Linked DNA regions of Mus musculus: regions 1 and 2 are each linked to region 3. A link is a contact called in public HiChIP or PLAC-seq data. All regions are on one chromosome and are shown on one strand. The core of a region is the stretch at or near the end of the contact, and the rest is flanking DNA. Distances in the headings are between cores, read along the strand shown. Region 1 has its middle 6.3 kb from the start of Gm46068. Region 2 has its middle 24 kb from the start of B930018H19Rik. Region 3 has its middle 17 kb from the start of Gm33638.

The links. HiChIP or PLAC-seq counts read pairs in DNA pulled down with a chosen protein or histone mark.
Region 1: a FOXA1 HiChIP or PLAC-seq map of pancreatic cancer cells shows a contact between it and region 3. The contact joins two enhancer-like sites. A contact is called at or near these places in 4 of 484 Hi-C or Micro-C datasets (adipose-derived mesenchymal stem cells, bone marrow-derived macrophages and nephron progenitors) and 2 of 115 datasets of contacts at active chromatin or transcription factors (astrocytes and pancreatic cancer cells).
Region 2: a FOXA1 HiChIP or PLAC-seq map of pancreatic cancer cells shows a contact between it and region 3. The contact joins two enhancer-like sites. A contact is called at or near these places in 1 of 484 Hi-C or Micro-C datasets (Th1 cells) and 3 of 115 datasets of contacts at active chromatin or transcription factors (CD8 T cells, embryonic basal ganglia and pancreatic cancer cells).

Annotation. Positions count from the first base shown.
Region 1 is chr8:34,576,539-34,580,847 of GRCm38.p6, forward strand. No RefSeq gene overlaps it. Among named protein-coding and RNA genes, the nearest start is that of Gm46068, 6.3 kb to the right of the region's middle. Within about 2 kb of position 1,728, at least 24 of the 459 cell types and tissues checked have an H3K27ac peak or open chromatin away from gene starts, as enhancers often do. A contact at or near this core is called in pancreatic cancer cells, where this site is marked.
Region 2 is chr8:34,662,098-34,666,166 of GRCm38.p6, forward strand. No RefSeq gene overlaps it. Among named protein-coding and RNA genes, the nearest start is that of B930018H19Rik, 24 kb to the left of the region's middle. Within about 2 kb of position 2,559, at least 11 of the 459 cell types and tissues checked have an H3K27ac peak or open chromatin away from gene starts, as enhancers often do. A contact at or near this core is called in pancreatic cancer cells, where this site is marked.
Region 3 is chr8:34,187,580-34,191,908 of GRCm38.p6, forward strand. No RefSeq gene overlaps it. Among named protein-coding and RNA genes, the nearest start is that of Gm33638, 17 kb to the left of the region's middle. Within about 2 kb of position 2,677, at least 36 of the 459 cell types and tissues checked have an H3K27ac peak or open chromatin away from gene starts, as enhancers often do. A contact at or near this core is called in pancreatic cancer cells, where this site is marked.

The DNA.
Region 1 (4,309 bases), core at 478-2,977, 390 kb after region 3:
GTGCACACAAGTGTGCATACACAGGCAGGCACACACACACACACACACATACACACACTGTACACATACAACATTGAGTAAACAGATGGTTGACTAGAAAGCATGGATAGATTTCATGAGATTAAGTTGCAAGCTCTATTCATGAATGGAGAAATGCAAAGAGGAGCATCCAGAATATGGGATGAGATTAAAATTTGATGTCACCAGGACTTGATACTAGCAGGAAACCAAGTAAATTTGGATAATATTGATCTCTTCTTCCCCATACTGTCAATAAAAATAGAACATTCCTTAAATATTAACACAAGACAGAGAATGTCTCCATTAAGGAATACTTTTACTTAGAATGCAAAATGAAAGCTAACATAATCTCAGAAGCAGATACAGATTTGTCTGTGGGGAAATGGTGCCCTGACAGATGCTTCAGTGACAACTAGGGACTTAGAACACTAGGGAGGGACAGGAACTGTGAGAAACTGTCAGTGTGTCCATAGTGGAGGTTGGAACAGAGAGTCTGGTGCTTTCTAGTAAACAACCCCTACCCTGGTGACAATGGGTAAAACCAGCAACCTCTCCTGAGCCTCTGACCTCTTTATTTTTGACTCCACAATGGATTCACTGGATAGCATTGATTCTTTGGATAGTGCAGATTTTGTGTACCAAATCAACTTCCATATTAGAAAGAGAATATTCTAACCTTCCAAAAAGAGTTTTTAAGCAGCTCCTTCAGAGATCTATTTCTTAATAAAAAATCATGCTTTGCCTTTTTTTGTTCAGTGAGCCAGGCCTCCAGGAACAAATGAACTATGCCTGGTTAAGCTGACAAAGCTTTCTAAATCCCATGTCTACGTTGCAAAGCATCCTGGGAAGTAGTTTCTTACTACAACCCAAGCTCCAGGATGAACATATTATTGAACTTTCTCCAAAAGGAGGTACCTTATCAAGAGTACCATCCAAGGCTGTGATGGGAGAAAGAGCAAATGCCTTATGACTAGGGAAGATGATACTCATTTTGAGTTATGGCTCAAACACTAGCAATGGAGGCTCAAACCACAAGAATTCCTGTGGAAATCATTTTATAGTTACTGATGACGGACCTGCTTGGTGTGAGATAGTGCAAGGGAGACAAAGCTAAAACATCCAGAGACACTTTCACTCTAAAAAAGGAGAGGTGATCATTTGTGTAGCTGGAAGTAGAGACTAGTAATCACATAGAAGACTTAGTTCCATGGCTGTGGTAGTTTGGACAGGGACATGTTACTTCTAACAATGTATTGTGTGCTATTCTAGACATCAGGTTTGTGTTGGCTTATTTAATTCTCTAGTAACTAGAAAGTATGTAGTATTATTAATCCTGTTTATGGACTCATAGAAAATGAGAAAAATGCTGGGCAGTGGTGGTGTACGCCTTTAATCCCAACACTTGGGAGGCAGAGGCAGGAGGATTTCTGAGTTTGAGGCCAGCCTGGTCTACAGAGTGAGTTCCAGGACAGCCAGGGCTATACAGAGAAACCCTTTCTGGAAAAATCAAAAGGAAAAAAGAAAGTGAGAAAATCATTCATAGTCCTAGTGGCTAACCAGGGGCACGAACTGTGGCTGTCCCACAGTCCTTGCTCTTGGTCACTACCTTGCTGTCTTGTGATTGGCAGGTGGAAGCCAATCAAGCTTGCAGGGAGGAGGGGATGTTTACACAGAGCCTGGAGCTGGGTGGGGCATTTGATCCGTAAACATAGGAGGGACCACATTCCTAGCAAAGTAAACAGTGTGAGGAGAAGCAGGGGGCCTGGCATCCCTAGGCTTATTGTTTCCTCGGGAGCCAACAATAGTCCCACAGCCCCAGCACAAGGGCGAGTTCAGAAATAATAACTTAGCAACCTAAAGAGCCAGAAGGAAAGGCCAAGCAGGAGGAGCAGACAATGGCTGAATGTAGCCTTTGGAACTTCAATTTCCACGATTTGTATGGAGTCTCTCTATTCCAATCTCTAGGCGAATAGCTGACTTGAAAAGGAAGCATAAGTTCTATCAAGGAAAATCTCTTCCTGAGTAATTCAAGTTATATCCCAAACTGCAGATACAGGTTTAGGGCAGAGTGCTTGCTTAGCATGTGCCAGACCCTGAGATAATGTCTGTCTGCCGGACCATCGGTTGGTCAGATGGTCAGTTGGTCTATTTACCTATCATCTGTCTCCGTTGTGTGGTGCTAAGGATCAAAGCCAGAACCTAACACAAGGTAACTAAGCATACTTGCATTGAGTTCCAGCGCAAGCCTTGTCTCATTAGGAGACAGCGGTGCCTCTGTAAAATTACTCAGGCTAACCTTGGGCTCACTCTGTAATCCAGGCAGGTTCTGAATTTGGGAGTCTTCAGCTTCAGTACCCTGAGTAGATGACAGATTGTGGGTGTGCATCACTAGACCTGGCCAGCGAGTGAGATGTCTTCTATTGCTACAAAGCTTATCTCTCGAGATTTTAAGAGCAGTCTTCATGAGCAGTCAGTCATATTGCTTATGAATAGTGGAACTGAGAATTAAGGTGTAAGAAATATTACAAGTAAACCTATGTTGTTCCCTTTCACGGATCGCTAATGTGTTTCATATCTCACATGAATTAAAACCATGATTCCAAACCAGGAAGACGGAAGAACAAGGTCTATCAAAGCTGAGTTGAGAGGAATGAGTATGCTGAGGCTCTATGAACCCTTCTTTTCCAGGGTGACATGGGTGGGGGGCTGTAGCTTCTTCAGACATGTGAGCCAGCCTGGGCTCACGTTCCCAGAATCTGGAAGAAGGTGAGAAGTTACTGTGGAAGTGGTACAAGTAGTTCCTATTTGAAGCAAATGTGGTCCAGATGTTAGTTCCATTGGTCTTCCATCCCATCCCTTCATCCTAACTAGGAAAAGAAGGATCTCTGGGCTTGACCCCATGCAGACTTTTGGTTCTCACAATTCCATCTCCTATCTGTGCTGCCTGGAGGAAGTTAATTACTTCTGTGATTAATCTGTTTATTTACACAGAAAGTAAAGATTATAACATTTTATTGAAAGGTCACTGAAAAATCACCCAGGTGGATGGTGTGAAGCTCTTCGCATGGTGCCTGCACACCACAGATGCTCAGAAAGACTCCCTTCTCCCTTCCTTTGCCCTTCCCATCTTCCTTCTGACATCACCCACATCCTCAGAGCACCTCACAGCATTCTCAGCATGTGCTGTTACCACCTTACCTAGTTTGTCTCTGAAAACCAGAGACTCAACCCTTCCCAAGGAGAAAACTAGAACCAAGTTTAAAAAGTAGAATTGACTTTGTGGCCTAGTCGTGGCTTTTCTGAGAAATGCTGCTAAGAAAAGGGAGCTAAAATTAAAGGAGAGCATGCTGTTAAAAGAGAAAACATTCAGGCCTCCTGAAATGGTATTTTGATCAACATTTATCTGTTGAAGTAGCTGCTCATTTATGCCTCTGCCCAACACAGATCCAACAAGGTCTTCAGATAAAGATTCTTAACTCTCTACCTCCTTCCTCTAGATTAGTTACTGTCTGTTACTGTGATGAAACACCATGACCAAGACACCTTATAAATAAAAGCATTTAATTTGGGGCTTGGTGTTTCAAAAGATTAGCGTCCAACTTGTATTTCCACCTCACTAGTTATTGTAATCATCTAGGAATGATTTGCGGTGTGTAGGAAGATATGCATAGTTTATATGCAAATTCTCTACCATTATGTAAGGGATTGGAGTGTTTGTAGATTTGGTTATGACTGGGGTTGTTGAGGGATGGTTTGAGGCACTGTGTATTCAAATGCTGAATTCTATGCCCAGATGGCCCGTTGCAGTACAGACAATGGTATGGTCAATCATCGCCAGTCTTTATGTTATGCAAAAGTTGTCTTCCAACACCCCTGATTGGTTAATAAAAGAGCTGATGAGCCAATTAGCTGTGAAGAAGAGAATAGGGTGGGACTTCTGATCTGAATCAGTGAGTCCCAGAGAGGGGGGGGGGGAATAGAGGACCATGAGGATAGGAAAGACTAAGAGGATTTACCATGAGGTCTCAATGAAAGAACAACAGTCAGGAGGACACACATGGACAGAGCGAGCCAAGGCAAGATCAGATGGCATGTAATGGGACATGTTGCTGGGTAATAAATAGCCTAGTCAGGCCAGAGTAGCTCAGAACCTACCCAGCTTAAGCTTGCAGACTTAATAAATATACCAAGTCTCTGTATTCAGGAGCTAAAACTGGCTAGGGGAAGCATAGAAATGCCCTGAAGTTATATAGGCATTAAGGAGGCTAAGAAACCCCCCAAGAATTAC
Region 2 (4,069 bases), core at 1,309-3,808, 470 kb after region 3:
ATACTCTTAGGAGAGGCACCATGATATAGTGTGATTCCATATCATATATATATATGTATATATATATATATATATATATATATATATATATATATATATATATAGTATAGGGGGTTTATAAAGAATGGCCCCATTATCAAGAATGAGGCCTCCCATATCTGATATATCTTTGACATGAAAGAGAGTGACAACTCTTGTCATTGTTTAATCAGAAAGTGCTAACTGGGAAATGGCAAACCAGAGGGCTACAAAAATAATTTATCATGTGACTAGTGATGTATAGCCAAAAAGTAACCCAGATTTTTTTTTTTCTTTTTCAGAGAACTGTTTAAAGACGCCTAGTATTTCTCCATGGGAGGAAAAAAAAAAACAACTTCCTTTTTGCCCTCTAAAGTTTTTTTTAACAATTGAGTATGCTGAGATGAACAGACAGAGGGACTAGCGGGGAAAAGACTTGTGCATTCACTGCCTGCATGAGCACGAGGCATCAGATGGATGAAAAGCAAAGATGGTGTAACCCATCAAGACCCAAAGCTCGCACATCCTTCTTTACACCAGAGAGGGAAATGGAAGGTGTGAGGGATTTTTGAAGAGAGAGGAAATGGATTGTAGGATGGATGACTAAGCCAGGAGACCAGGCTTAGTCTGGTCCAGGAACCAAGGTCTGGAACGACATTCCTTGGGCTTCAGTCATGTCTTCTGCGGTGTGAATTTAATCTTCCTTATAATAAAACTTCAGTGAGAAAGCTGAAGGCAATTGTGTTCCTCTTTTGGTTCTGACCTGGTCTTTAGGTAGCTAAGGGGAATTTCATAGAAAGTCCCGCCCTACACTTCCAGAGAGAACGTAGACTGAGAGCATTTTCTTAGGTTCAGCAGTGCCCAAGCTCCATACCTTAGCGGTTTGTTTTCTGAGCTCTAGACTTCCTTTTGAGAAGCACTGCTCAACTTGGAAAGTACCTGAACCCTTAGAAGCCATAATCTTGCTGGCTGTCATTCATCCTGGGCTCTCAGATATCCCTACATAGCAGCAGTGACATCCACAGTACCTCCTGATCCAGGATTTCATGTCTCCTGACTTGCTGGGAAATTCTACTCGTTGCTTGGGTTCTAGGCGGGAATCTCATACATGTCTCAGAGGAACCACCGTTCTGAACCATTTGTAATGTGTTGGTGGGATCAGGCTTCAGACCTGCTAAATCAGAGCAAGTTTCTGTGTGAGACACCAGCCTCAGCCAGATTTTTTGGATACTTAAGTTGGGGGTCAATCCTACCAGAATCATTCTTGATCATTACACTGTCCCTGACTTTCAGCTCACCTGAGCAATGTACCCCGAGGGCAAGTCCTCTTGCTTCTTGCACCCTAGCTAATGAAATAACTCACCCCTTCATTCAGCTTAGTTCCCTATAGCCAACCTCAGAGGAAACACCATCAACCATCAACCATCATTGTGTTCTTGCTTGAGCCCAATATTCCCACCCCAGGCTCTTCTGCATCCATGGAATGAAGTTCATGATTCTCTTCCTCCCAGAGAAGGAACCAGATTCATTACCTGTCATATCTTCAGTAGCTGATTGATTTCAATTTGATAATTTTTCTCAGATCTGATGACAGTATTTCAGGGATTTAAGACATCTCCATGATAGGGTCTTTTAAGTAATACCTACATTTATTTATGAAACCAACCATCTTCTCACTTTTCTTTACAAGTTTTTTCTTATGGTTAAATTAAAGACAAGAGTTGAACTATCCTTCGTTTTAATTCCCACCCCCTTTTTCTGTTATCTGTCATTGAAAAGTTTTGTTTGTTTAACCAAGGGACAAGGCTTTGTTGGACAGGCTGATTCTTATGTAAAACACACATATTAGAAATTCAATATTCCAATTCTATTATATAAATTAATTACATAACATTATATGCTTTTATCTTTACATAATTTATGTGTCTCCTGTCTTATATAACATGTTTGTCTTATTTGGGATTAGTAACACAGTTGTGTATTAGAAATATAATACACTGGAAATATATTGTGTATTATATAACCTGTTGGAAATGTAAAATAAGACAAATAGTGGTTCTCATGTTTGACCACACAGCATGGTGGAACTGGGCTGTTAGCCTGAGAAAGGCCCAGAAGCTTCTGTTGCCTTGGGCTCAAGAGACTGATCGCTATTATCTTGGTACATGAGTACCAAGTCTGTTTTTTCAGTCTTCTCATTTGGTTCACTGCAGGAAGGGGCTGGGGAGAGAGTGTGGGGGGTGGGGGTAGCTGCTTCTTACCTGAATCTCAAGGATAGACCATGAGATAGTAAACTGAGCCAGAAAGCTGACTTATTAGCCCACACCTTATTAGCTTATTATGGAAATATAAACATATAAATCCCCAACCATCACAGGTCACCAGCATAAGCAGCAACCAGAAGCAAAAGGAAGGATCCTACGGGCATCAGAGGACAACCTAAAGCACATCTTAGTTTCAGACTTCTGGCCTCCAGAACAATGACTAAGTCCTTCTTGTTTAAGTAACCCAGTTTATATTATTTGGTTAAGGCAAACCCATGACACGGAAGCAGCTGTATACACAAAATAGACTCTGCATGAATGGAATTGCGGGGAATACCATGTCTAAAGGCAATGGGCTGTGAAAGCTAGCTTATCTTGCTGCTTTTAGAAAGGACCTTCCAAAGGAGCCTCACAGATTTGACGTCTATGAGCAAAGCCCCATTTCCACAGAGACAGTACTTATGAAGAGATGAGTGTTTACAGAGTCACATTTAAAGTCTAACAGAAGCCCCAACGCCGGGGCACCTGTGTCCATTTCCAAGCAACAAGTAGTTCCAGCAAGACCTAGAGAACCAGATTCAGAGATAGTGAGGGCGCGCATGGGCATCTAACTTAATGGCATCTTCCAGTTTGTTGTTGTTGTGGTTTGATTGGTTGGTTTGTCTTTTCTTGTTTTTGTTTATGTTTTTGGTTCCTTGCAAATAAAACTCACAGGTGGTCAATATGTCAGGACATGTGGGAAGTATCCAAGAACAAGTTCCCCCAGCTTATTGAATGGCGTTCTCTTTGGGAACCAACAGATTAATAACCAAATGAATGGACTCTTTACATCAATCATGTGGCTAATATTGAGTATGTTAGTCTGAATTTTGAGGTCATCCGATTAGTTGGCAGGAGTGAATGGTGACAGAGTGGGCACCTTGTTGACCACTGCTGTGACTCAGTTTCCCCCAGCCATCCACAAGTTCTAGAAACCCCTCCTCTGGGCAGAAGGATGCCACCAGCTTGACTTCGGGCTCTGGAAACAGCTGCCTTGCTGGATACGTCCAAGAACATGCTGACTCTCAGAGCAGCAAACAACCAAGAGTCCTACACTGCTCTCACCCTTCCCCTCCTGCACCACAAGTAGGATGATGCACCATTGTCTGACCCGTGGCTAGACCCAAACGATGGAGGAAACAGATAAAAGCCATTTTGGCATTCTTCTGAAAAGGGTCAGATAGGAATGGTTGCCCATTGGACACGCAAACTTTATATGCCCCAGTACAGGGGAACGCCAGGGCCAAAAAGTGGGAATGGGTGGGTAGGGGGGTGGGGGGGGGAGGGTATGGGGGACTTTTGGGATAGCATTGGAAATGTAATTGAGGAAAATACGTAATAAAAATATTTTTAAAAAATTAAAAAAATAAAATGTTAAAAAGAGAGAGAGAAGGAACTCACACAATATGTACTCACTGATAAGTGGATATTAGCCCAAAACCTAGAATACCCAAGATATAAGATACAATTTCCTAAACACATGAAACTCAAGAAAAATGAAGACTGAAGTGTGGACACTATGCCCCTCCTTAGAAGTGGGAACAAAACACCCTTGGAAGGAGTTACAGAGACAAAGTTTGGAGCTGAGATGAAAGGATGGTCCATGTAGAGACTTCCATATCCAGGGATCCACCCCATAATCAGCATCCAAATGCTGACACCATTGCATACACTAGCAAGATTTTATCGAAAGGACCCAGATGTAGCTGTCTCTAGTGAGACTATGCTGGGGCCTAGCAAACACAGAA
Region 3 (4,329 bases), core at 1,427-3,926:
AGGACTGCTAACTCCTGTAGATCAGGTCTCACTCAGAAAAACTTCTTCCTGCAGATAGAAGCTAATACAGAGACCCACAGCTAGACAATGTGCAGAGAGTGAGAGATCTTGGCATATTCAGTCCTAAATAGGATGTCTTCATCAAACTCCTCCTCTTAGGGCTCAGCGAACTCTGCAGAAGAGGAGGTAAAAGCAGAATAAAAGGCAGACACTAAGGAAACAGTGCCTTCCAGATACAGTAGGACACACATATGAACTCACAAGAGACTGGGCCAGGCATGCGCAGAGCCTGCACAGATCAGACATCTGCCTAAGACAGATGGGGTCTTAGCACGGAGAGGGGAACTGGATAAGAGACTCCCATCCCTAACCCAGAAGCTATGTCCAATTGGCAACCTCTTGAGAAGAAGAACTAGTGTTTGCTGACGGCCTCTCACGGAGTGTAGAAACCACACTAAAGTGCTGGTCCCGTGCCCGGCTGTAGACGGCTAACACAGAACGAACTCAGTGGTCTCTCTGCAGATGTTTTGGAGAGATCACATAGTGCTTAGTTTGGACCTATGTTACCCTCCTGGTCTTGTGCTTATATATTATGGTTTCTGATTTTTGTGGTTTTATGAGTTTCATGTGTATAAGTTTGTGTAAGCTTCTCTGTGTGTACAGTGTATATGGTTTTTTGGGCTCTCTTTCTGTTTGTTTTCTTTTAGTCTGGATATATATATGTTTGTTTTCTAAAAAGAGAGAAAGAAGTCATGGAGTTGGATGGATGGGGAGGTGGGGTGGGAGGATCTGGGAGGAGATGAAGGGAAGGAAGCCATGAGAAAATACTGTATAAAAACCATACTTTCAATTAAATAAAAAAGAAGGGAAAAGTATATCACATATTTTGACCATATTCTCCTTCTCCAGCCTTCATCTTTCTCCTCCCTGACCCTCCCTTGTTCCCATTACTTTCCTTCTTTCCTCGAGGCTCCGGAAGGATGAAACTTTGTTAAAAGAAACTCAGTCTCTGGAGAAAGACAACTTCCAAGTGTTAAATCTGTGTTTTTTTTTTTTTTTTTTTTTAAAAGTCCACTAGCTAGGCATTTCCTCAGTGTGATACATGTTCAATTACTCGTTTTTTAGCATTGCCTAATTTAGATAAGGTTTTACCAGAAAGCCACGGAAAAGCTATGATTTCAGCATTTCAAATGGCCTGTGCCTCTGTAGCGGAAGTATCCCATTTCGCAAGTGATCATTAAGGACAGGAACAGGGTGAATTTGTTAGTCAGTCACCGAGCTCCTCATTAGTGAGCTAGCTAGTAAGGTGGCCTGCTGAGTGATTAGGAGGAAAGATGGAGAGAGGAATTGCATACTTCCAGATCCGATCTTGTTAATACTGGATAGCTGATTAATAACTGCGGAGAAAAGAAAGGTCCTTCTGGATGGCCCACAGGGAGCAATACCTAATTAGAGGAAGCTTCCCCTGCCAAACACAGCTGCTGCCTACGGGTTGATGCATAACCTTGTGACATCGCGCTTGGAACTGAGCCTAACTCTTGCCCCTTTCTCCCGGAGTGTGCCGGTATGATTCACCGATGGGAAGAGCGGTTCTCTGGAGGTGAGCCCTCCTACGCGTGAGCCTCAGATCCCGATGGACTCGTTTTGAATTCACCCTCCCTTGGAGATTGTCAATTAGGTAATCTCTCCTACTCAGGTTTATGATTAAGGTGAATTAGAAAATTAGTGGCACTTAAACTGGTTATGAGAGATGCCTGAGCTTGGGTGGGCCTGACAAGGCATAACTACGCTCTGCAGCACTTCATATGAGCCTTGAACCTTGTCTCCCCCAGCTTCTTGGCTGGGCAGAATTTCATTCCTGTTAATGCTGTCATTGATAGAGCAGCTAATTGTTAACTCAAAGGACAAGGAGGGGGAGAAGTCTCCAAACTTATCCGAACTTTGGGATGATAATCAGGCATGCCTTTCTTTCAAATTCTTTCTCAATAAGCACAACAAACACAAACAGAAACTTTGGAAATTTATAAGGGAAAGAGAATGGGGTGACCCGATCAACACACTCCCTTAGGGATAGCCACGTGACACTGGCATTCAGTAAGACCAATTGATAACCAGTCTAAGGACATAGCTACTGCTTCTTCTTCTTCTTCTTCTTCTTCTTCTTCTTCTTCTTCTTCTTCTTCTTCTTCTTCTTCTTCTTCTTCTTCATTTATTTATTTATTTATTTATTTTATGTATATGAGTACACTGTGAGCCTTCATGTGGTTGTTGGGAATTGAATTTTAGAATCTCTGCTTGCTCCGGTTGCCCCTGCTCGCTCCGCTCCAGTCAACCCTACTCTGGCCCAAAGATTTCTTTATTATTATAAATAAGTACACTGTGGCTGTTTTCAGAAACACCAGAAAAGGGCATCAGATCTCATTATGGGTGGTTGTGAACCACCATGTGGTTGCTGGGATTTGAACTCAGTGCCTTTGGAAGAGCAGTTAATGCTCTTACCCACTGAGCCATCTCACCAGCCCCCAGGAAGTAACTTCTGAACATTCAATTGTGTTTCACCGATCTGGGTCTAACTCCTTTGTGTGCGTGCTTTGCATGTGCATAGTAATATGTATGAGTAAGCACAGAAGCTAGAGGAAGGTTTTGAGTGGCTTCCTCTAACACAGTAGTTTTCAACCTGTGTGACTCATTGGGGTGGTGGTGTCAAAGGACCCTTTGACAGGGGTTGCATATCAGATATTTACATTATGATTCATAGAATTATGGTGTAACAACAAAAATAATTTTATGGTCAGGGGTTACCACAACATGAGGAACTGTATTAAAAGGGCCGCAGCATTTGTAAAGTTGAGACGACTGATGTAACACTTTATGCTTTATTTCTTTGAGGCTGGTTTTCTCTGAACCTTATGATTCTGATTTTTGGCTAGGCTGGCAGCCAGCAAGTCCTAGAGAGCCCCTATCTTTGTCACCACTCCTTTATGAGTGAGGCTATAGGCACAGTGAGCATATGCCTGTCTTGGTATGTGGGTGCTGGGATTTGAATTCAGGTCCTTGTGGATATGCAGCAAGCACTGTAACCACGGAACCATTTCTCCATTCTGCTAAGATCCATCTTTATGCAGTGGTATCCTGCATCGGTTACTGTTTTTTGATACTGTTGGAAAAAGGAATTGTTTTAATTTCCTTTCAGATTGTTCATTACTGGTTGTATAGAAATTCAACATATATATTGGTTTCTTACAGTGTAGTGCCTTAGACCCTGTTCTATCACTGTGAAGAGACACTATGACCATGGCAAACATATATATATATATGTATATATATATGTGTGTGTGTGTGTGTGTGTGTGTGTGTGTATGTGTATATGTGTGTGTGTGTGTGTGTGTGTATGTATATATAGTATTAGTTAGGGTTTTACTGCTGTGAACAGACACCATGACCAAGGCAAGTCTTATTAAAAAAAAAAAACAACAGCAATATTTAATTGGGGCTGGCTTACAGATTCAGAGGTTTAGTCCATTACCATTAAGGTGGGAGCATGGCAGGCATGGTGCAGGAGGAGCTGAGAGTTCTACATCTTCATCCAAAGGCTGCTAATAGAAGACTGACTTCTAGGCACCTAGGGTGAGAGTATTAAGCCCACACCCATAGTGACACACCTATTCCAACCAGGTCACACCTATTCCAACAAGACCACTTCCAAATGTGCCATTTCCTGGCCCAAGAATATACAAACCATCATATATATACATATATATGTACATATGTGTATATATATATATATATATATACACATACATACATATATATACACACACATATATGTATATATACATATGTAATTTTATTGGAGCTGGCTTACAGTTTTATAGTTCTAGCCCATTGTCACCATGGTAGGGAGCATGGCCACATGCAGGCAGACATGGTACTGGAGAAGAAGCTGGGAGCTATATCCTCTTGGCAGGAAGAGAGAGGGATTCTGAGCCTGGCTGGTGCTTTTGAAACCTTAAATGCACAATGACATACTTCCTCCAATAAGGCCACACCTACCCCCAAAAGGCCACACCTCTATCCCATCTTAAGTAGTGCCACTCCTTGATGACCAAGCATTCAAATATGTGAGCCTATGGGGTCCACTCGTACTTAACCAGCACAAGTGTCATAGATTGGCTTTAACACAAACATATTAGTAGAATCATTAAAAAGTTAGCATGCCCTCCCCTTTTCTAGACTTGAAAGCCTGAGGATTACTATTAATAGAGTCTTGATATTAATGTTTGATAATATTCTACAGTGAAGTCACCTGTCCTAGATTTTCTTTGTAGA